2 separate regions of the Sus scrofa genome follow, and region 1 is linked to region 2. The links are chromatin contacts, called in public HiChIP or PLAC-seq maps. All regions are on one chromosome and are shown on one strand. The core of a region is the stretch at or near the end of the contact, and the rest is flanking DNA. Distances in the headings are between cores, read along the strand shown.

Region 1 (7,404 bases), core at 3,447-5,946, 150 kb before region 2:
CCCACATCTAGCCATGCCTTTGGGTCTGAGGAAGCCCCATGTCAGAGACCACCTTGCATGCTACTAAGTGTTCTGAGATGCACAGTAAATGCGAGTTGTTCTGCCTCATCTTGGGGCCCTGGGGCGGGGGGTAGAGGAGAGATAGTCACCAGCGCTGCAGGGAGGCTGGGGTGCCCACTCCCTCACCCGAGGTTTATCACTAAGCCTTTGCCCCCTGGGTTAACCAAGTGAAGAAGTGATTACAGGTGCCTCTGAAAATCGCCAAGAAACTGGAACAAGAACCATATTCCCTGAGCTCAACTAGACCCTTGACTGGGGCCCCATAGTTGGAGTCGTCTTCAACCTGTAACTCTCTCCCTCTTTTTCCAGAAGGTCCTGAGACCAGGATGCCTAAAGCAAACGGGACAAGGGACCTTTAGACACTAGAAGAAGCCATGCCACAAGAGGGGGTTGGGGAGGGGCAGGGAGAATCATCTGTCCCTTGTAAGGCACCCACAGAAGCCACCCAGGCTCGGAGACAGGAGCAAAGTCCAGGGAGAAAGGGCCCCTCTGCCCAGCCTCACCTACTAATAGGCCAACACGTTAAAGGGAAAAATAAAAACCTGGTTCGTAAAAAGTCTAGAACGTTTAGGGTCTCCTTCAACCTTCCTATCTCAAAACCAAATGCTAAGCCACATCTTCAGATGTCTTTTTAAGGATTGGACCTGAAGCTCATGTCGAAGTTTATATAAATTATCAGCCTGAAGAAAGCTGAATGGCTAAAGCACCAAGGAGGCTACTAACTGAGTTTTCTTAAATATAGAAAATGCTACGCCGATGCAGTGTTTTTTTTGCCCTTTAAAAAAAAATTTTTGTATCAGTTTAAAAAGAAACTTAGGGGCTTTAAAAGTCCTATCTTCTATTTGGACATTAGCAAGGATAAAAGTGCAATGCCAGGAGGATGTAGCGAGAGGCAGCCTGTGGCATTAGCTTACAGAAAGGGGCAGAGGGATGCCGCTGGCACCGGAGGCACTTGTCTGACAACAACAACAACAAGCTGCTGAGAAGGGAGGGGGGGACAAAAAAGACATTTCCTCTTTCTTCCTCTCACCACCCCTTCCACCTCCCCTGATCACAGTCTCAGAGAGCGCATCCTTATTTGCATTTAGATAAAAGCGTATCACCCACATTCACTCCTTTCTCTATTTTAAAAAGTGCCCAGATTGCTCAAAGATAGCCAAAGTAGGAGACAGAAAAAAAGAAAATCTGGAACCACAAAGTTGGGAGTTGAGTTGATCTGGGGTGGGGCTGTTTAAGGGGTGGTGGACCGCGGGGAGGTGCCTTGTCATCGCTCTCTGCAGCTCCTGTCCTCGGCTCCTCACATGGGGGAGGTAGCGCACTCCGAGTTCAGCTCCATGTCGAAGGTGAGGGACTCTGCGGGGGACACACAGGGAGAGCTGGTTCAGTCGCCTGAGCCCGACGGCTGGCAGGGCGCGCACCCCTGGCCTTGTGGGGGGTGGGGGTGGGGACAGAGGCTCAGGCCGCCCCTGCCATCCAGTCTCTGGCCCCTTGTGCTCAAGAGGAGCTCAGAGAATCCAGATTCACTCTCCTCCTACAGCACTGTGGGAGGGCTCTCAGCCTCCTTCCTACCTTAATTCATTCCCAACTCTCCATGTTTACAGAAGATCTAAGGCTGCCCTGTGGAATGCAGCAGCCTGGAGCCACCTGAGATGTGACCAGTCCAAACTGAGAGGGGCGGTGGCTGTAAAACACCCAGTGGGTTTCAAAGGCTTAGTGAGGAAAAAAAAAAAAAAAAAAGGAGTTCCCGTAGTGGCACAGCGGAAACGAATCTGACTAGAAACCATGAGGTTGAGCGTTCGATCCCTGGCCTCGCTCCGTGGGTTAAGGTTCTGGCATTGCCGTGAGCTGTGGTGTAGGTCGAAGACATGGCTTGGATTCTGTGTTGCTGTGGCTGTGTCACAGGCTGGAGGCTGCAGCTCCGATTAGACCCCTGGCCTGGGAACCGCCACATGCCCCAGGTGCGGCCCTAAAATGACAAAAGACAAAAAATAAAAAACCCTCATTCAGGGAGTTCCTATTGTGGCTCAGTGGGTTACAAACCCGACAAGTATCCATGAGGATGTGGGTTCGATCCCTGGGCTTGCTCAGTGGTTAAGGATCTGGCGTTGCTGTGAGCTGTGGTGTAGGCTGGCAGCTGTAGCTCCGATTCAGACTCCTAGCCTGGGAACTTCCATATGCCGCAGGTGTGGTCCTAAAAAGCAAAAAAAAAAAAAAAGGAAAAACGTCATTTTTTTGGAATATGTGGAAGTGCTACTACTATTTTGGATTTACTGGGCTACAGAAAATACATTCTTAAAATGAACCTCACCTGTTCCTTTTTACTGTTTTTAACGCAGCTACTAGGAAATGGACACCCGCAGGGGGCATGCGTGCCGTTTCTATGGGAAAGCGCTGCTTGAAACACCTGCTCCCAATCCAGGTGCCCAGCTCGGCTCTGTAAGCGGGAGCATCACAGGGACAAGTGGATACTCACCAAACTGCCCTCCTGCTGAGGGCTCAGCACCTTCACCATTATTTCCAAACTGCATCAATGAATCTAAAGTGCGGGGGGACATCGGCAGGTCAATGGTATTGCTGCAGGTCGTTCTGTAGGAAACGGGGAGCAGTAGGAGCGGAAAGGGCCGGGTTGACAAGACACAATGGAGGAAAAAAAAAAAGAAGAACAGAACACACACACACAAGCTCATCAAACTCTGGTCTCCAAAAGAAAAACAAAAAAAAAACAAAAAAAATACAAGCTCAAGCTTTTTAAACACACCAGGTCACTTTGAATACCGACCATAGCTCCGAGGGTTCCAACCCCTCACCAGAGTTCTCTCACCCAGTGGCCTGTTCCCAGGGGTAATTGAGGACGTTAGAAATGAAGGCAAAATCAGGAAGAGAAGCCACTTACGGTGTCACACAGATGAACTTGGTCTTCAGGTATGGGGCAGCACCTGGGAAGGAGAAAACTCAGGCTCACTGATTCTGACTCCACCCTGGGTCCCGGGCAGGAGGAAGCCTTTCCCCAATGCTGACCTGAAACTCACTCCATCCTGGACCAGAGATTGTCTGGAACTCCCATTTCCCTCGGAGGAAGCTCACCTGCCCGCCCTCCCTGTACACGCTTTGATGTCCCAGACGCTTTGGCACCTTGTCCCCGAGCCCAGAGGAGGGGCGGCCGGGTGTTCCTCCCTCCCTCAGCTCAGGTAAAGAGTTTAACTGCTTGCGTGTGGTCTGAGGATTAGGTTCTGGCCTGGCTGTATCTCTTAGATAACTTCTCCTCATGCAGGGCTGAGCCCACGTCGTCGGGGCACCATGTCTTGCTCAGGTACCGCAGCGGTGAAGAGCAGGTGGAAAGGGTTAATGCAGTGCCGAAGCTGGGGGAGGTGGGGGGGGGGGGCGACGACAGTTTCTGTTCCTTTCAGGACTTGTCTGTCCCTATGGCATTGTCAGGTGAGGGGATTAGAAAGGCCCCTGCTGGACAACTGCATCACCCAGAAGAGCCCCTCCACAGGGAGGCTGTCGCGTGGAGCAATCGGCTCTGGTCTGGCAGACAGGAGGCCCAGGCCTCATTCTCTCTTCAGCGGCTAAGGGGTCTCGGCAAGGCCCTTCCTCTCTCATGTGTAGGAGGGAGAAGCCCATCTCTGCCATTTAGTATCCTTATTCACAGGAGAGTTAGAAATGTGAGGACTGAAACAAGTGAAATTAAGGGCTAAATGCTGATGCTAAGAGCTCAAGGAACCCTGGAGACAGTGGCATGGGACTGGGAGGCTTTGGGGGAACATGGGACTTAGCAGGCAGGTGGCGGGGTGGGGTGGGCTGAGAGAAGCACGGTTATCAAGCTTGGGGCTTACTGGGAGGCTGAGGGATCAGAAAGTACGACAGCCTGAGAAAAAGCGTCGCCAAGGGGCCCTGAGACCGCCGTCTGTGTTTATTTTTGGCCAAGAAACAGATTAACTCAGTACAAAATCCAAAGAAGCTACTGAGGCAGGGTTCTGGTGTCTTATAAATCCACTTGGGCCCAGGACGGAGGGGCCCAAGACAGAAAAGGTTTTAATTCCCCCAGTGAGCAATGGTGCTGAGACAAAACAGCTTTGGCCTGAGCTGCCAAGGGAGAAGCAAAGGAGAACGAAGATGGAGAAGCAAAGGAGAACGAAGACGAAAAAGCTGCTTTATGGCTCCGTACCAGGTCGTAAATGTCCTTTATCTAATTTGTAAGATAAGGGATGTGTCATTTCTCTTGGGGACTCTCTCCCTCAAGCCATGAGGAAATACTGAGTGAAGAGGAGGGAAGAGTCCTGGGAAGATAATCCACCTTCTAGAGACGCTCAAACCTCCACGATGGAACCCGAGGAAGGGGTTGCACGCTCAGCCCTGGAGGACCCCACACCTCACACCTCACACCACACCCCGGGCCCTGAGGGCGGCCTCGGCCCCGAGGAAACACTGATGCGTCCAGGCAGGAAAGGGCCTTGCCTCCCAGTCACACAGGAGGGGTGGCCACGAATGGGGGGGCGCAGCCTCAGACCGGGAGCGTGGGCCCTGAAAGCCACGTCAGTCCGAGGACCAGCACGTGGACCCAAGTGCCTTCCGCAGAAGGCACAGGGCAGGGTGACAGGGGCTGATAAACAGATCTCCCAACCGAAGCGCAGCGTGCAAGGCGAGATAAGCGGCAGACGGGAAGTGCCCTTGTGACCGAGACGTGGCCCCAGAACAAAGGAAAAAAGAGAGTCAGTCGCCTGTTAGCTCCAGTTCCCTCCGCCAAGGCTCATTCTGCTCAGCCCGAGGCTCCTCAGAGGGAATGCCCATGAAGAAGTGGGAAGGAGGCTGCTGGGTGTGTGTGTGAGAGCTATTGGTACAAAACCAAGGTTTTTCAAAAGCAGCCAGGGCCGGGACGGCCAACCTCCGAGGGTCACGGTAAGAGAAGATGAAGAGAAGTTAATAAAAACAATGGCCAATTATCGTCTCCTCGTCAGGATCCAGACAGAGAACCCAGATCTGAGCTCCAAACAGAACCGAGAATAGACTAGAGGGCTCTGCCCTCCACACTGAGGATGGTGCCAGAGCTCACACGGGTTTAAACGTGTGAAACCATTTATGTATAACTTACACAAGCACATGAATGTGCTCTTGCACGTTAAAAAAAAAAAACCAATTTCCCCTTTTGCGTGGCCATGGCGTGCAGCAGCTTGGTGTGGATCTCAGTGCCCAGACCGGGGCTTGAACCCAGCCACAGTGGTGAAAGCCCTGAGTCCGAACCACTAGACCACCAGGGACCTCCCTAAGAAAACCTTATTTTCGACAGCTGCATGTCCAAGGTAGCAATTCCATGCCCCTCCCACCCGTTGCCATCTGCCCCTTCAATTACCCCTCTCCCGAGATTCTGCTCTCAAACCGTGTTCCAAGGCTGCTAACACTCATTTCCTCCAGAAGGCCTTTCTTTGTCCCACCTGATGCTGCCTACATTGTTCAGTGATCGGGAAAAGGAAACACACTAGACTAAAGTCTGAGTTGCAAACCTTCTAGCCTCTGCTAGGTAAGAAGCGCTGCACTGGCTGGGCGTCCTGTTACCAAAGAATCCTGTCCCCGAATTCTCTCTGCCATGTTTTCTTTTTTCTTTTTTAGGCCCGAACCTGCAGCATATGGAGGTTTCCCAGCTAGGGATCACATTGGAGCTACAGCTGCCGAACTACACCACAGCTCATGCTGACGCTGGATCCTTAACCCACTGAGCAAGGCCAGGGATCAAACCCACATCCTCGTGGATCCTAGCTGGGCTCATTACCACTGAGCCACAATGGGAACTTCCTCTCGGCAGTGTCTGAGGAATGCCTGGGTGTTGCATGCAGTCTCCCCCTTTAGATGGGGCTCCCTGTGCCATCAGCCACCCCCCAAAAGCACTCACTACAGAGTTCTTTCCCCAAAAGAGGAATAAAGATGACCAGGTTCTTCAGGCATTGACCCATCCCATCCTCCAAGGATCCTACCATTTCCTGCTTTTCCCCGGAATGAAATGCCTATTGCGGAAAATCAACAACTACCTGGGTCAGCTTCGGGATGCTCCTGGCTCTCTGGCCGACAATACTTTCCAAACGCCTCTCCTTTGGAATGTCAGGGTAGAGGTAGACCAGCGGAGACACGAGGATGTTGGTAGCATCCATGATCTTATAGCCCATGATGATTTCAGCAAACGACATGTTGTTGAGCTGCTGCTTGGTGTACGGTTCCACCGACTGGATCTGGGTCTTACCTGCCATGGGATATGGGAGGCAAAGACTAGGTGAGCTCCAAGAAAACTATGGGATTTATTTTTTCCCGCAAGGGGGACAGACTTATGCCAACCTAGTGCCTGAGGCCCTGAATAGCTTTCCCAGTCACCTGGCACTGTGGAAATGTCCAGCTGGCTTTGAGAGAAGCGATCCAGTTGGGTCACAGGTTAATACACTTGAATCATCACTTACATAAGCTATGTTAACAGGGGAAGTAAAAAGGAGATGAAGAAAATTTAAGTTGCAAATTTCTAGGCAAATATTAGCTCCTGGACCAAGTGAAATGAAATGGCAAACCGACCCTCCAGCTGGCAGAAGTTGGAGAAAAGTCACTCAAATGTGTTTCCCAAGCCTAAGGCAGCGGGTTGAGGCCATTTCTGACCACCAGGGGGCAGCAGGTGCCTGACACTAGCAGCAGTCAAGGCAGCAGCCACCCATAAGCTACCAGGTGGGTGGGGACCAGCCCAGCTTACCGCTGATGTCCTTCTCCACCCAAGTGAAGGTGACTCCTCCTTCTTTGCTGCTTTCACTGAATCTCAGCAGGAAGGTGCCTGGGGGCTTGGTGCTCAAGATGGCCCGCTCCCTCTCCTTACTGATAAAGCCCATTATGTACCTGGAAGACAACAAGGTTTGGGCTGAGGGTTCCTCTGCCACCAGCCTGCTGGAAGAGTGGGGGACTTGTCACACCTGTGTACGCTGCCAGACTTGTGTTTCGACCTACCCTTCATTCCAAAGGGCCAGGATGTACTTTTTCACAAGGTCAATGATATTGTCCAGCCAGACCCAGAAGGAGAAGCCCTTGCCAGCCATGTTTTCCTGGAGAAAAGAATAACAGGAAAACCAAGTCCCTCAACCATCCCAGGCTGTCCCTTCCGCGGGGCGAGGTGCCAGCAAAACCTCAGGCGCACCTACCCTTGGGTGCCCCCCCAGCCTTCTGAGACCCCGCAGGTGTGCACCCCTCCCCCTCCCCTAATTCACACAGTTGCTTACTTTGCAAAACTTAGCCCACGTGATCTGACACCCTGAATAGTTCACACCAGGTCCTGAAGGGAAAAAATAATAATAAAGTAGTATAATTTTCGACTTTGAATCA
Region 2 (7,549 bases), core at 3,708-6,207:
TGTGATTAACCGCGAGCGCATCCCTACTTTTGAGCGCATGCTTTGGCGGGTGTGCCGGGGGAATGTGTTCCTGCGGCAGGCTGAAATCGAGAACCCCCTGGAGGATCCTGTGACTGTAAGACAAGGAAATTGTGTCCCGTGGAGTAGGTCTTATAAAGGGAGCTCAGAGCAGGAATGCACCAGGTGCCACCTGAGCCTGACTCCCCAACAGAGGGGCCCTTACGTTTACCTTGCTTTGATCTGTGAATTTAGTGAACTGCTCTTTCCCTCTCCCTCCATTGTCTGCGTCCATATGATGTATACATGATGTATACGTACGCATTTCCCAGCTTTACTCTTATAGGTATTATATGGATTGGAAATATGTTTTTTCCCAGTTATTTCAGTCTTTAACTCTATACATTTTCTGTTACTTTTCTGGGACCAAAAGAAAATTTTCTATGAAAATTAGCTTAAAGCAAGATGTCTGGTTCCAGGTTTGGTAACAGCCATGTATAGAAAGAGGAGAGAATTCCTAAACTGTGACCTTTATTAGTTGATAAAACTTTAGCTGGTAAAATTTTTTGTCTGCTTGCTTGTTGGGAGAGTTAGGAACTTAAAGATTTCTATTACGCAAGATAGGATGATCTTCCCCACCCAGCGCTTTGGAAGGTAGGAACAGCTTTACATCTTGGCTTGTGACATAGTGGGAGAGAGTTCTTAATCTAAACTTACATTTAGTATGGTGAGTCCTGATTTCGCGGATGACAAGCAAAGAAGATTAAATGTTCTGCCAAAAATTTACTTCACCTTTTTATTAGTCTTATTTAGAAGTCTAGAGTTGGTTTTTAATGTTCTCAGTTATCTTTTGGGTGTCTTAAATTAGTATTCTTTTTTCAACCTAAGAAGAGAGATTGAGTTATGAGACATCTCAGAGTGGGTGGGTCATGTGAATAATCCTGGTAAATGGATTTTACCCTCGGCACTGAGGAGGAGTGTGGTGACACTTGGGTTACAGTGAGTCTCCTTACCCGAGGGGCAGTGTTATATAGTCTTACTGAAGGCTGTCCTGGTCGTGGAGACATTGCAGTCAGCAGTCACACCTAGTGTGGAGCTGTTCTCAGGAATAATTAGCCAGGTTCCTGGGCAACAGAAATGTTATTTTATCTGGGCAACAGAAACAAATTGAGGAAAGAGAGTATCTGGCTATCTGCAACAGGGCAGCTGCACAAAGAATGTATTCTAGTTTATTCCTAGAGAACTTAGGGATTTAAGAGTCCTGAGCCGTACTTTCTTCACCCCTCTTCATCCTTCCAAAGTTTTGTTTTCCTGTTATTAAAAACTCTATAGGAGAAAATGCAACCAGAGACAGTCCCGGTTAACACCCAGTACAGCTTATTTCCCTGATCTTTCCTACTAGTCCTTGCATCATACCTCAGGTGTAAACTTGGCGTTTGGAATGGAACACCTTCCTCTCTGCCCCCTAAGGTCTAAATTAGCACAGATCATGAGATCCTACATCAGCGTTCCTCCTTCCCAGCTACTCAGTTCCTTGTAGTTATTCAGTCCCCTCTGTCTGGAGTGTCCAGCATGGGAACAAGAAGGAATGGCTTCCTCTCTTTCCTCTTCTCTGTCCTCATGTTATTTAGGCAATATAAGATCTAAAGTTGAACCGATAAGTAGGACTAAATTCTACTAAGAAGAGAATCATCTTAGCATCTGTGTCAGGCAGACTTCTGGTTGAGTCTAAAGACAAGACCAGAAAGACTTTTGTGAACTAGACATTACAGGGCAAATGTTCGTGTATTGGAGCTTCAGAAGTGGATTGAGGATAATAGTTAAGGTACAGGGTTGCCATGTCCTTAAAGGATTCCAGTTGTTTCTTTATCACCAAGAAAGTAAGTTATTGAAGAAGTGTTCTTCTGGATCACGTCTGATTTCTCGGTTTTTGGTTTGGGGCCTAGGGAGACTACGTGCACAAGTCTGTGTTCATCATTTTCTTCCAAGGCGATCAGCTGAAAAACAGAGTCAAGAAAATCTGTGAGGGGTAAGAAAATCATGCCTCCCCCAAGGGTGCAGCCTTGCTACCTAACTATTAAGCCTATAGAATGGTGAAGCACAAAGCCTATTAGTCTACCTCTCGACATGGTGAATGTATCTTTTAATGACGTTAATGTTATTTTAAACAATTAGAAATGGCCCAAGTTTATTTTTTAAAAAGACCATCAAAATCAGTTTCCTTTCCTTGGAAAAAAGAAATTAAGACTCATGGTTTACAAATTCTACATTGTTCTGGGACAATGGGTCTGCATACCTAGCCGTGTATCATAGGCACCATGCCCTTAACTTTTCTGAAATTTTGCCCACAAGATCTTTTTTCTGTGCCTTTTTTCTCTAGCAATTTATAATGTAATTTGTATCACTTTTTCTTTCTTTCTTTAAAGGAGTTTAAAAGCTACAGAGAGGAGTTCCTTGTGGCTCACTGGGGTAAAGACCCAGGGTTATCACTGTTGTGGCTTGGGTCCCTGCTGTGGCTCACTGCCTGGCTCTGGAATTTCTGCATGCCGTGGGCATAGCCAAAAAGGCAAAAAGGCAAAAAAAAAAAAAAAAAAAAAAAAAAAAAAAGCTATGAGAATGTCAAGAGAGTTCAGATGTTGTTGCTCTGTCTCTAGACTCCTTCCCATAAATAGTTATTATTGATCAGTGCATCAGTTTGAACTAATCCTGTTTTGGTCCTTCTAGTAAGTTAGGATTACTTTCTGAGACTGTTAAAATTGGCCAGGTTCAGAAATTCCATTGTTCCTTAGGCTTGTCTGTACATTCCAGGTTCCGGGCCTCACTCTATCCCTGTCCTGAGACGCCACAGGAGAGGAAGGAAATGGCTTCTGGAGTTAATACCAGGATTGACGATCTCCAAATGGTACACAGAGGCCTGGAGGGGATTTGTTTTTGTAAAATGCTGTTACAGAAGACAACCCTGAGACACTAACAATTAACTTATTAGCACCTGCAGCAGCTCAGGATACTTTTATTTTGCTGTTAAGTCATTCGCTGAAACTTTTCCCCAGCTTCAATGGGGGATGACTTGACAATGGCGTTAGTCATCTTCAAATAAGACAGGGGTGCTGTGCGTATGAAGTCCCCTCCTCATGAATCTAACAAAGTAAACTTAGTTAAGAAAGTAAATCAAATAATACAGAAGTACGTATAAAGTCAGTTCTGCCTCTCACACTCAAACTCTGCCTCCAGAGGCAGCCACTCTTAACAGCTTGGTATGTACCTTTCTGGTCACCATGGATCTGAACCACAGAGTCCTGGTGTAACTCTTGTACCCTAGAAGAGACTTCGTTAGATTTTTACCAAATCGCAGTGTGTGTGGTTTGCACACACCGTGGGTTGTCACAGGGCTCTAAGGAAGGAGTCATGACATTTGCATTCACGTAAGGAAGAGGGTACCCAGTTGGAGCCTTGTTCCCTGTCATTAGAGTGTGGTGATTGCCCCCTTAAACATTGATAAACATACTTAATCCCAAAGGCAGTTCTTCTCAGCAGTGGCAGAATTGTCAGAGATATGTTGTAACTCCCATTTCAACATCTTTTCTCATCTTTCCCTCCAACGCTGTTGTATATATGACCCACCAACTTGATGTATTGCCAGCTCCTTTCAGATGCACATAACTGTTTAACCAAAGGAAGAGAATGTTTTAAGAACTGCTATTCGGGAGTTCCCGTCGTGGCGCAGTGGTTAATGAATCCGACTAGGAACCATGAGGTTGCGGGTTCGGTCCCTGCCCTTGCTCAGTGGGTTAACCATCCGGTGTTGCCGTGAGCTGTGGTGTAGGTTACAGACGCGGCTCGGATCCCGTGTTGCTGTGGCTCTGGCGTAGGGCAGTGGCTACAGCTCCGATTCAACCCCTAGCCTGGGAACCTCCATATGCCGCGGGAGCGGCCCAAGAAATAGCAACAACAACAAAAGACAAAAAAAAAAAAAAAAAAAAAAAAGAACTGCTATTCGGCAGTAAGCCGTATTAGTACAGTCTGTGTTCTAGGGCTATTCTCTCCGTTCTTAGGAGGTAGGCTTGTGGTAGATTTTAAAGAGCATGTGCAGGAGTTCCCACTGTGGCATAGTGGGCTAAGAATCTGACTGCAGCAGCTCGACTTGCTGCAGAGGTGTGGGTTCAATCCCCAGCCCAGCTCAATGGGTTAAAGGATTCAGGGTTGCCACAGCTGCGGTGTAGGTTGCAGCTGTAGCTCAGATTCAATTCCTGGCCCAGAAACTTCTGTATGCCATGAGTGCAGTCATTAAAAAAAAATAATAATGCAATATAATTATAAATGACTAGAATTTTACTTTTTAAAACACCCAACTGTATGAACTAAAATTTAAAAAGAGCTTTAAACCAGCTATGATGGAAAAAAAAATAAAAATCATTATATTAAAAAAAATAAAAAGAGCTTGAGTATCAAGTAGTGAGGTGTGGGGGTAGGGGATAGGGAAAAAGAAAAGCAAATGAAACATTGCTTGCAAGTTTATGTAGTATCCTTTCAGAAGTTTAAATAATAATTGTGAAATTGTCAACAGCCAGAAGGAGAGAAAGTACCTTTGTTCTTTTTTTTGTAAACCTCTTGTGGAAGTTACTTTCTACTGCCCAAGACAGTTTCTCAGGGAGCAGTTACTACTTTTTTCCTAGACTGACTTGAAAAGTCAGCTGTGATGGAGACTTGTGCCAAAATGATTAATACGTCATTTTATTCCTCCTCAGACAAATGTGGAGATTTAAGATAGATTCTCGGGCAGAAATGTGAGTGGTGGGTTGCTTGCCCAATTTTGACTTCGCTCCCCTTCGGCTCTAGACAGATGTTAAACGTTTGGTGATAAATGAGGCAGTAGAATGGAAAGTGTCCCTGCCCTTCCTCCCATTCTGGCCTTGGCCAGGTGATTCCTCCAGGGGAATTCTCTACCATTTCCAAAGGACCAGCTGTGAAACTCTTTCCCTCCAAGAAGCCTGACCGGAAAATAAAGCCTGATCAGCTCCATGCTGTCAGTGGTATGTGACAGTGGAAATGCCTTCTAAAGGCCGAGGTGTCTGCGTCTTCTCCTCCTCCCTGGCACAGAGTCTGTCTTGGCATAGGCAGCAATGGCAGTCAGCAGTGCCTCTGTCCCATGTGCCCTGATGCTGGCTTATGTGCAGGGCCTTCTGCAGCTTGCTGTTCTTAAGTATGGATTTGACACCTTGGTCTGCTCCTGGGGCTGTGAAGCTGACGTCTTCCAGTCTCAGTCACAGGCTCCACGTGGAAAGTCGTGGCTCTTTAATGATCCAGATAAAAGCCAGTGACCTACGCTGTTTTGCCATGGATTTGGTGAGATTAACTGTAGAGAGAAAAGCTAAAACTGTTTTCTCAGATTTCTCTTTAGCTCGAAGCTAAATAAAAATGTTAGTAATTGGAACTCTAATTTCTTTAAAAACAAAATAAAACAAAAGCCATTCTAGCCTGAAGAAGGAAAAAAACCAGATTGCCAGCAACCTTTCTCAGAAAGCTGTGCCTCTTTGCTCTTCATATCCTAAATCTAAGGATATTGGTAGGATCCCTCTCTTGCTCCTTTCTCTCCCAAAAGGTTCTGAATCAAACAGAGGATCACCGCCAGAGGGTCCTGCAGGCGGCTGCTAAGAACATCCGAGTCTGGTTCATCAAGGTGCGGAAGATGAAGGCCATCTACCATACTTTGAACCTGTGCAACATAGACGTGACCCAGAAGTGCTTGATTGCGGAGGTCTGGTGCCCTGTCACTGACCTTGACTCCATCCAGTTTGCACTCAGAAGGGGCACGGTGAGTCCCCCACAGCTAGTAGTGCAGCCTGCAGCCAGGAAGAGAGAGGTTCCTATTGATCAGTTACATCTTTGTGACATTTTTAGTCTCAGCATTCTTTGATATACTCATCTTGTATCCTGGCAGTATATTTCATGTACCCTTATTTTCCAAATGTAGAAATTGCAATTCAAAAAAGATTAAATGGAGTTCCTGTCGTGGCACAGTGGTTAATGAATCCGACTAGGAACCTTAAGGTTGCAGGTTCGATCCCTGGCCTTGCTCAGTGGGTTAAGGTTCCAGCGTTGCTGTGAGCTGTGGCGTAGGTCAAAGACGCGGCTCGGATCCCGTGTTGCTGTGGCTGTGGTGTAGGCCAGCGGCTACAGCTCTAATTAGACCCCTAGCCTGGGAACCTCCATATGCCGCGGGAAGCAGCCCTAGAAAAGGCAAAAAGACAAAAAAAAAAAATAAAAGATTAAATCATTTGATCATATCCATGACCCTTTAGGCTAGCTCATGACCAGAATCATGAATTTCCCGAACCACTTTCTCTGTCCATTAGACTAGTTCCATAGCATAACCCTCACAGTTCCAGTTAGTACTTAATTAGAGCTTGCACCCTGTCCTAGGCATAGTCAAGGAGCCAAGAGGTGTAGAGATGTAAAAAATAAGCCCTCACATATCTTGGAGGGACTGATGTGTGAACATACAGGAGAGTCATTTGTCTGTGGAGGGAAGGAAGGTGCTAGCTTTTCCAACTAGAATGATTAGAAAAAGCTTTAAAAGGTGACATTTACTGAGGCCTTTGAAGAATAGGTAAGATATTATTGGCAACGATGAAGAAAACAGTATTGGAGTTCCCTGGTGGCTCAGCAGTTAAGGATCTGGCATTGTCACCACAGTGGCTCAGGTTACTGCCATGGTATAGGTTTGATACCTGGCCTAGGAACTTTCACATGCTGCGGGCATGCCTCCTCCAACCACCACCACCACCAAAAAAGAATCAGGGACAAAGGCAGAAAGTACAGTACAACATGTGTGGCTGGGCCAAAACAGAAATTGTAACAGGTGAGCTAAAAGAGCAGAAGGTAAACCTGGGTTGGGTAAACTGGAACCTAATTGTGAAGGGTTTTTAATACCAGGTTAGTGGGTTTAAATTTTACCCCAGAGGAAGTGGAGGGGCAGTGGAAATTAATTAGCTGTGAAAAGACATGATAGAAGCAGTTTTAAAAGAGTAATTCATTGACAGTATCTGGGTTGGATTGGAGTAGAGAGAGTCTAGAGGTGAGGGGTCAGTTAGGAGGTTATTGTCAACACAGAGTAGTGATAATGACCCCTGTGGTAAGATGTGGCAGTGGGAAAAGCAGATAAAGATGAGTTTGTGAGACATTCTGAAGGAAGTATCAACAGGTGTACTTGGTACTTGTGCAGGAGAAATACAAGGAGAGAAAAGTAAAAATATTTCTGAAGCATCAAAGCTGAGTGGCTGGTAGAATAAGGTTCCACTATTGGAAGTGAAAGTTCAGCAAGAGGAACTTATTGATAGAGGGAAGATGGTAAGTTCAGTTTTAATAACATTGAGGGGGCTGGACAGAAATCCACATGGAAATGTCAAGCTGAAAGTGGGATAGGTTCTCAAAAGGAAGGACTCCATGAGGTTGGAAGGGAATGAGACCCTTCCAGAGAGAAAATAAGGGGCTAATAATAGAACCTCCGGGGCTCTACAGTGTTACAGACAGGGGAGGAAGAGCCAGCAGAGAG

What was found. HiChIP or PLAC-seq counts read pairs in DNA pulled down with a chosen protein or histone mark.
Region 1: a contact with region 2 is called in an H3K27ac HiChIP or PLAC-seq map of skeletal muscle. The contact joins two enhancer-like sites. A contact is called at or near these places in 1 of 47 Hi-C or Micro-C datasets (epiblast stem cells) and 1 of 2 datasets of contacts at active chromatin or transcription factors (skeletal muscle).

Annotation. Positions count from the first base shown.
Region 1 is chr12:20,465,018-20,472,421 of Sscrofa11.1, reverse strand. STAT3 (signal transducer and activator of transcription 3) reads right to left here. Exons shown (of 25, transcript NM_001044580.1): 18 at 7,302-7,354; 19 at 7,033-7,127; 20 at 6,785-6,924; 21 at 6,144-6,292; 22 at 6,081-6,141; 23 at 2,954-2,996; 24 at 2,534-2,646; 25 at 1,331-1,413. The coding sequence ends at 1,358. Among named protein-coding and RNA genes, the nearest start is that of STAT5A, 30 kb to the left of the region's middle. Within about 2 kb of position 4,696, at least 14 of the 83 cell types and tissues checked have an H3K27ac peak or open chromatin away from gene starts, as enhancers often do. A contact at or near this core is called in skeletal muscle, where this site is marked.
Region 2 is chr12:20,315,814-20,323,362 of Sscrofa11.1, reverse strand. ATP6V0A1 (V-type proton ATPase 116 kDa subunit a) reads left to right here. Exons shown (of 22, transcript XM_013980945.2): 7 at 1-115; 8 at 1,944-2,026; 9 at 2,806-2,899; 10 at 5,597-5,809. Among named protein-coding and RNA genes, the nearest start is that of ATP6V0A1, 25 kb to the left of the region's middle. Within about 2 kb of position 4,957, at least 2 of the 83 cell types and tissues checked have an H3K27ac peak or open chromatin away from gene starts, as enhancers often do. A contact at or near this core is called in skeletal muscle, where this site is marked.